Regions from separate parts of the Mus musculus genome. Here region 1 is linked to region 2. The links are chromatin contacts, called in public promoter capture Hi-C maps. All regions are on one chromosome and are shown on one strand. Each heading gives the region's core, a stretch centred on a gene start, on an enhancer-like site or on the middle of the called end of the contact. The rest is flanking DNA. Distances are from core to core; before and after follow the strand shown.

Region 1 (4,346 bases), core at 344-2,843, 75 kb after region 2:
GACTCAAAGAAGATTTACTCAGGCCGTCTGCTTTTACCAGCCGGGCACCACCGTGCTGATCAGCGATGAAGATTCCCCCGGCTCCCCAGGCCAGACCGCCAGCTTCCCAAGACCTTTTGGGGCTACTGCCCTTGACACAGAGCATTCAGCGAACAGTGAAGGCAGCCATGAGACAGGGGATTCCGGAAGGTTTTCCCATGAGTCCAATGATGAGATACACCTGTCCTCCGTCATCAGCAGCACGCCCCCCACCTCGAATCCCCTCGCTGGTGGCGATTCTGATGGGGATGCTGCACCGAAGAAGCACGGAGACCCTGCGCAGCCCTTGCCAGCTGAGCAGACCTCAGCTCCGCAGACATCTGCGGGGCTGCGATATGCTGCCGAGGGTTTTCCGGTCTAGACAGCCACGCTCAGGGATTCACAACAAGCACCTGTTCGAAGGACAATGAGCAGGGAGCCAAAGCCTTTTGTGAAAATCTTGATGTCTTACTGTTTATTGTTTGTTTTGTTTGTTTGTTTTTTATCTTTTTTTTTAAACTATTTTTAAGCTTACGAATTTTGAATGTTTCAACTGTCAACAATGTGAAAAAGGGCAGTCAAGATGCTTGACTGGACTCTAAGATAAATCACTGGAGCGGAGGGAAGACTGCCTAAGCCCTCTGCTGAATAGCTACCTCAGTTTGCTGTGGGCAGACTCTGAAGACAACTGTGCTGCCTTCTTCGAGTGCTGGTTTCTCTCAGTGGCATAACCAGCGGGACTTGCTAGTGACGCTGTGTGTCCATTGTGTGTGTGCTGTGTGTGACTGAAGGAGTCCGATAGGTAGGAGAGGAAAGATGTTGATCTGAAGCTCTGATTTTTTTTTTTTTTTTTTAAAGAACCGTGATAATGTAACACCTCTGGCTGTGAGGAGAAAATATGGGAGTATATTTATTTGAATGGAAGAAACAAATACGTCTCTTTGGAGAAGAGAACATTCCATAGTACATAGGGGATCGTGTCCTTGCAAAGCTGTTGGGTTTGGGACACCAGAGCAGGAGAATTTTGCTCCAGCCTGCATCAGCCTGCCCTCAGCCTGCAAAACCACCTTTCCCTTTGCTCCACAGCCGGCCAAGGGCTGCGCTGTCTTGTGGAACGTTTTCAAAGTTTACAGAGCTAGCTGCAAAATACAATGTAGGAAAGTGGATTTTTTTTTTAATGGTTCAGATTTTCTTTTTTAAAATCTCAGTTTGGCTTCAAATGGGGCAAAGAAGAAATGTTATTAAATATTAAGAATGAAGATAAACGAAACAGTAGAGATTAAGACAGACTTGAGGTTTTCATAATAGCAGTGCCTTCCATTGTGAGAAATTTTGCCTTATACCTTTTTAATATTCACGAAGATGTTTAGGAAAAAAGGTACCAAAAATTTGCCTTAAAAAAAAAAAAGCTTGGATCTTAGCGATAGCTGTGCTATCTGGCACCTTGATGAAGCTGCTCTCTTTTTGAAGCTCAGGTTTGCTCCCTATCACCCTGGCGGCTGAACTCTGGCTTCGTAGCCCACTAACACTCCAGAAGCGAGTTCATTCTCTGGTTTAAAATCAACAAATTGTCTCCTCTTCTGATCCGGCAGCCTTCTCCGTCACAAGGCAACATGCTAGGTGCCGAGCCACGTGGGAAGGACAAAGACTGAGCTGTGAAAAGAAGAAACAAGTCCTTAGCCTTTTAAAATCATGAGTTTTGCCCTCCCTGAAATTTTTTTGGAAGTGGCTTTGAATTGCATTTTAAAAGAAAAGCCCTCCGTGGGTTTTCCCTTGAAACCGTCCCTCCATGCACAGACAAGGCAGGTCCTGCCAAATGGTGTTATCACCCCAGTGTCATCTATTGCGAAAGCCTGACACTGCCACAGTTTTCATCGTCATTCTAAGTTTTGTGCCAAATTGGACTTTCTTAGAAGCCCAGGCACTACTCAGCACAGTTCTGTCCCATTCACCATGGGCTTCTCGGCAAAATGGGGGGAAAAAAGAAAGAAGAAAGAAAAAAAAAAAAAGCAGAGCTTTAGGTAAACAGTCGGAGGGGAGAAAAAATGGCTTCCTTCCCCTGCCTTCGCGCTCCTGTTTATACTACCTCCTTTTTAAAGTTATTCTAGTGTTATTGTTCTTTCCTGTACTCAGGGACTTTTTTGTTACTCTTGAGCTCATGTTGCATGGGCGGGTGCATTGACAGGGTATGGTGGTGTTTGGTTCGTAAGTAGAAGTACGTGGGCCAACTTCTCTCAGTATCTAAAATGAAGGGCACAATGGGATCACAAGTCAGAAGCAAACAGATCGAAAAGGGGAAAGCAGGTTTAAGGCCATGCATATTTAAACCGTGTTCCCTGCCTGGATCATCCGAAAGGCTGGGACAGGACATTTCTGGAAGAACGTGCTCTGTTTAATGATAAATAGGCCCTTAGTTATGATAGGTCTTTAGCTTATAATTATTTACTAGTTCATTTTTTGTTCTTATACAGACTTTTCTGTCAATTCTGTTACCAAAGAATTTTCAGTAGACAGTAAAATTTCTATGATAAGTACCTTAAATCCAATTCACTAGAAACAGATATAGACTCGAATATAAACAATTTCTAACCCTAATCTGAAGGGTTTATATTGATAGTTAAAATTAATTAGGCTAGTGACATAAACTACCTTACCGTCACCAGAGTTTAAAATAAATTTTAATTTCCTTGCCAGCATATGGTTACAAACTCTTTAAACTGTAAGGTTTTTTTTTTCTCCAGCAAGTAACGAAACCTTCAACTCTATAGTATTAATGTATTTTCTAATTGTTGAAATTACTTGTTGGAGAGAAAAAAATAAATATTACTACTAATGTCATGGACTAAAGTATTTAATGTTCAACAGAGGTTTTAGGCTTGGTGAAAGCCAGCCTCTCTGAAGTCTGAAGTACGAAATTCCAACTAAAGTGTGAAGGTTATCATGTCTTCCTCGAGGTTTCATTATTCATCGTATTCAACTCCAAATAAGCTGACATGCAAATTAGAAACTGTTTCATTTTCCAAAAACGTATTTGCTGGAAGCGGTGATAACCTGGCTGCCTGTCATTTTTTAATGTCAAATATTACAATATACTGCTCATCGGTATTTTCATACCAAAGACCATTAAAATATATAGTTTAGCCTGTAAGTAAAGATGAGCAGGTTTAAAGTAAATTTATTTAGAAACAGATAGGGAATATAGCTTTAGTGGCAAAAAGAAAATATCAAAAGGCTAAGTTTACATAGTTAAAAGCAATACAGTTATATTGGTATTTATCAGTGTTTTTTATTCGAGTACTTTATATCAGCAAATTAAAAAGAAATTAAAAACCAAAGATATTTAAGGTTACCTCAGAATATAGGAAAGTTTAGCTGTACATTGAACTGTTGTTTGTTGTTTTGTGTTAACAAACTGTCTCTCCAGAACCTCTCCTCTGTGCAGACAGCGTCCTGAGGATTTATTTCCATGGTGTCTGCTCACTCAGTCTCAGGTGTGTTTTTACTACATGGTGTGCTGCTTCCATACAGCCTGTGAGGGTGATAGGTCGGCAGAGAGAGCATCAGGCTTGTCTGTATTGTGGGAACCCCTACATCATTCTAAGTCGTCTGCATTCCTATGTAAAGTCCTTCTCTAGATACTCAGACAGCTTGAGGAAACCAAAAGGTGCCACTGTTCGGACGGGCAGTGCTTTGGGTTCAAATACGGTTCCTAAATCATAAGATTTTCATTGCGTCGAAAAGCTGGCTTTCGATCTCAAGTGAAACCCTGTTAAAGTGCCAGGGGGTGAGATGCTCCTGATGTGTTTGTTAGAAGCTCTCTTGCCTTTACCTCAGACACGAGCAATGGCAGCAATGCAGCAGAGACTGGGGTACGCACTGCTGTCTCTCTTCTGCAGGACTTCTGCAAACAGCATAAAAAAGGCTCATAGCTGACCAGTCAGGAGCACCGCTTAAGTCCCCGCCATTGGAAACAGTGCTTCCTGTCATCGAAGGCTGGGGTGGTTCACTCCTGTCATCAATTGCAGCAGTCGGAGGAAGGGGGCAGCATGCATTTTAGGAAGTCAGAGCCTGCTGTAATTCATGGTTCGATTCTGTACATTTGCATATCATCAGATGTCCATTTTGAATACCAGATGTGGAAAAAGAGTTTGAACTGTATTGTAAAGAGCTGGTACCTGAAGCAACCATGTATTTTGCAAGATTTTCTTCCTGAAAATTTACTACATGCATCACTGATAAAATTGCTTTGGTAGAAGTAAAAAAAAAAAAAAAAAAAAAAAAAAAAAAATCACTCCTGGGCTGTGTGAGCACAGAGTGGTGGGTTCTGG
Region 2 (4,049 bases), core at 1,133-3,632:
CAGATTTCCCCCATAGCTACTGATTGGAGGCTCAAAGATAGCGGGGGCTGGAAGCACTGGAAAGTGGCTGCTTGCTGCTACCTGCGTTCCTCTGGGACGAGTGGGGTAGTGGTGATTAGTGTAGTCCTTTCCCACCCTGGACCTGGTGTTCAATCTGACCTGCAGTGCTAGGACCTGGAGCTTGGTGCTGACATCCAGGGCTGGGCCTGGAGCTCGGTGCTGACCTGCAGTGCTAGGACCAGCTGTTTATAAACGATGATGCATCAACATCCCAACTGATATTAGTGTAAGAACACTTTATATGCACATTTTATCAGCAGCTTTTAAAAGCAACATTTTCTTACTAGACCGAGGAGAGCCTATAAAGTTGCTATAAGTTACCAATTGAATTATTTAAAAAACGATTTATTACAAATTATGTACCTATAATTTTTAATTTAAAAAAGCTCTTCTTCCTCTTCCTCCTCTTTTTCTTCCTTCTCCTCCAATAGAATCTCTCTTAATATTCTTGGCTGTCCTCAAATTCACAGAGAATCTCTGCCTACTTAGTGCTGAGAGTTAAGGGTTGTGCTGCCATGCCTAGCTTTAAAGATGCAGGAATGTCCTACTGACTTAATATGCAAGCTAATGTTGGCCCATCCACTTAATTGGTTGTACATTATTTCCAGTGTACAATCTCTTACTTCTGTGTTGCTTTCTGATCCAGTAAAAGTTTGGGGACTGGTTTCATCTGAGCAACCTTTACAGCCCTGCCTGTAAATCATAGAAAATGATTAAGTGGGCAGATGAAGAGGAAGTCACAAATCAAATAGGCACTTACATTTATTGTGTTTGCAAGGTTGTTTTTGAGAATAGCGCATGTTTTGGGGGACCTTGTGTCCGGGCTGTTTTATAGAGCTCTGGCCTCTTAACAGCACTACTTTAAGGGCTCCTTGTGCGGCTCTTGGCTTGTTTAGCTGGACCATGAAGGGAGGTCAGGTTTCACGAGGAGGCCGTAGGCTTGTAAAGGCATACATTTCTCGCAGAAACAAAGTCCACATCAGGAAGCAAGCTGAGGTTTGTGTGAGGATATTTAAATTTGTAATTTAAATAAAGAACAGAAAATGTGGGCAACAAAAAGATCCCGCTGTCAAGTCTTAGCAGGCTCCAACATACAGCGAAGGGCTTATTTACTTACTCAGCTTTAAACAACATTAAAAAAAAAACCAGGGCCTGGGAGATGGCTCACAGAGCCAGCTCAGTGGTAAAAGTGCTTGTCATGCAGGAATGAGGACCAGAATTCAGATATCCAGAAACCCAAATTGATGCAGGGTTAGGGCAGCAGCCCGCCTGGAATTCCAACCCTGGGAGGAGGAACTATTTCCCAGGAGTGGCCCAGGAAAGCCAAATCCTCAAGCTCAGAGTTTGATGGAGAGAGCCTGCTTCAGGGACTGAGGTGGGAGAGTGAAGATGATTCCAGATGTCAGCCTCTGGCCTGCAGGTGCATGCGTGGACGTATGTGCCCACACATGAAAAAAATATGCACATACACATGTATACATTATACACATAAGAAAAAGAGAAAAAAAGAATAATCAAAATAGAACCAAGCTGGCTTCAAGCTTGTAATCCTCCCCGCTCAGTCTGGAGTGTGTGTCACAAGACCCGACCAGTTTTTGTTTTGGTTTGTTTTTTTTAAAGATATATGGGTTAATTAAATAAACTTTAAACGAAGGTAATTTAATTTACATACTTTCCTCTGTAAAGATGAGATAATAGCCTCAGTAAATGTCTGTAAACACAAGGTTTTATTTGTTTAGTTTTGCAATGGGGTTGGGGTTTGGAAGGCTTGTGCATGCTGGGTAAGTACTCTACCACCGAACTGCATCATCAGCTCCAAGCAGAGGTTTTAAAGGCATCTCTTTGGTCAGAAATTCAGGGATTTGACACACAGTCTTAGCCAGCTAGAAAGCCAGTGCATTTGGGCCTGTTCTGAGCAGTGCTACTCAGAGATACAGAATCTCCAGCTGTCATCTTCCATAAACACGTTGAGTAGCTCAGGCTTGCGAGAGAGTTCATATACAGTCTTGCTAACCACCAGGCTTCAGATCTCCGTGCCCACCTCTTAGCTAGCTGAATATTAGGATGACACAGCTATAAGAATTAAAGAAACTAGACTGTATCCCACCCATAGCACAGAACCTAGCAGCAAACCGTATGTCAGGCTCTTGTGTCATAAAAGGCTTGAAACCTGTGTTGTGACATTCTATACTTCACCTCCCCAGCATTTATGGCAGTTTGAGCTACCAACTTGAACAGCAATTTAGTTAAATACCCCTGTCTACTCTGATTCCTGAGCGCAGCCCTCTTCGCTTTGTCCTTGGTTGGATTGTTGCCACCTGGAGAGCACCAGACACCAGATAAATATTTGTTGAATGAGTCGGTAAACTTAGGAGAGATCACTTTAGTCTAAAAGTTTGCTGAAATGGATAGGATTAAAATATGTTTCCAGTTAGAAGTCAGTGAATCTAGCCTGTTATTGTATAATTCAGAGCCAATCCTCATGGCTTGAGAGTGGATAGATGAGTCATGTAATCATGTGAGCAATAGGGTGATGTTAATGTATGATTCATGGAAATTGGCTCCTTTGCATTATAATTTTGCAGAATATCTTTAAGAGCAGAGATATACTTTTGGGGGAAGGGTGGGAATGGGTTTTATATTCAAACCCAAAAGTGTATAAAAGTGGGTTTTATATTCAAACCATAGCAATGTGTGGAAAGCTTTATAGACTGGGTCCTGACTAAGTGGGGCATTCTTTCTTAGCGTGTATGAGACCCTGGGTTCAGTGCCCAGAGATGTTATATGTGCTGTTATATATTTTAAAATGGCTGCTTTATTTGAGTTTGGTTTTGAAGTAATTGATGTCAAATTGGATCTTTCACCTCCACCAACTAGCCTGTTTACTGTACCCAGTCAAGAACACTTAAACATATATATTTGGCATTAAAAATTTCACCCTTTTCTTATACTAAACCAAGGATAGATACATTCCATCTGTTCAGTAATTAAACTAACCAAAACTTATTTACTTTTTGCTTTGAGACAGGGTCTCACTATGTAACACTGGCTGTCCCGGAACTTATCATGTAGACCAGGCTAGCCTTGAGCTCACAAAAGATCTGCCCTGCCTCTGCCTCCCCGGCATTGGGATTAAAGTCAGTATTTATTTTTTAAAGTGTGCATATGTGGAGGGTGCCTCGGAGGCCTGAGGTGTTGGCAGTTAGGAGCCACCTGGTATGGATGCTGGGAAATGAACTAAGAGTCTTGATGGTGCATTGTGTTTTTAACCACTGAGTGCGATGATGCTTTCTGACAGCATTTTTATGTGTGTGTGATACGTGTGTAGCTTTGGATGGCAGGTTGAACTGTGGAGGCCTTTAACAGATGAAGCCAATGGGAGTTAAACACTGCGTCAGGCGTGGAACATATTTGTAAAGGGAATTATTAGTTACTTTTCTCATCTCCACGATGAAATGTCTGACAAACACAACTCAAAGAAGAAAGGGTTTGACTCACAGTCGTGGGTAGTCTATGACGTCAGGAATCAGGGCAGCGGAAGTGTGAGGAAGATGCTGGTCACCCTGCATCTGCAGCCAAGAATCAGAGGTGCTTGCTGGGGCTCATGTCTCTTGCTGCTTTTCAGGACTCCAGCTACAGACATCTTCCTGTTCCAGGCTGGGACTGCCGGCACAGAGGGCTGGAGCCAGCGTTGCTTTCTAGGGATCAGCTCAAGCGTGCACAGCAGACACTGGACCAGCTGTCTCCCCGCCCAGCTTCCCAGGTCTTTAGGAGGTGAATAGCAGTGGTGGTCTGCCGGCCGGTCGGTCTAGGATTCATGAGCTTGTAGATAAGTGTTCTAGAAAGTAACCATCAAAAGGAAAAGGGGCTAGCAAGATGGCTTAGTGGGCCAACGTGCTTGCTGCCAGGCCTGAGTTCCTGAGCTTGGTCTCAGGACCTACATGGTGGAAGGAAAAAACCAGCTCCCACTAGTTTCCCTGTGACCATCA

Evidence for each region. Capture Hi-C pulls out chosen DNA fragments and counts their contacts.
Region 1: a contact with region 2 is called in a promoter capture Hi-C map of liver, with 2.1 times the contacts expected there. The contact joins two enhancer-like sites. A contact is called at or near these places in 1 of 39 promoter capture datasets (embryonic stem cells), 1 of 115 datasets of contacts at active chromatin or transcription factors (embryonic stem cells) and 3 of 9 other capture datasets (adipose tissue, liver and pancreatic islet).

The regions. Positions count from the first base shown.
Region 1 is chr9:72,911,903-72,916,248 of GRCm38.p6, forward strand. It overlaps Prtg (protogenin), which reads left to right. Exons shown (of 20, transcript NM_175485.4): 20 at 2-4,346. The coding sequence ends at 400. Among named protein-coding and RNA genes, the nearest start is that of Pygo1, 12 kb to the right of the region's middle. Within about 2 kb of position 1,594, at least 23 of the 459 cell types and tissues checked have an H3K27ac peak or open chromatin away from gene starts, as enhancers often do. A contact at or near this core is called in liver, where this site is marked.
Region 2 is chr9:72,835,974-72,840,022 of GRCm38.p6, forward strand. All of the region lies in intron 2 of Prtg (protogenin), which reads left to right. Among named protein-coding and RNA genes, the nearest start is that of Prtg, 31 kb to the left of the region's middle. Within about 2 kb of position 2,383, at least 64 of the 459 cell types and tissues checked have an H3K27ac peak or open chromatin away from gene starts, as enhancers often do. A contact at or near this core is called in liver, where this site is marked.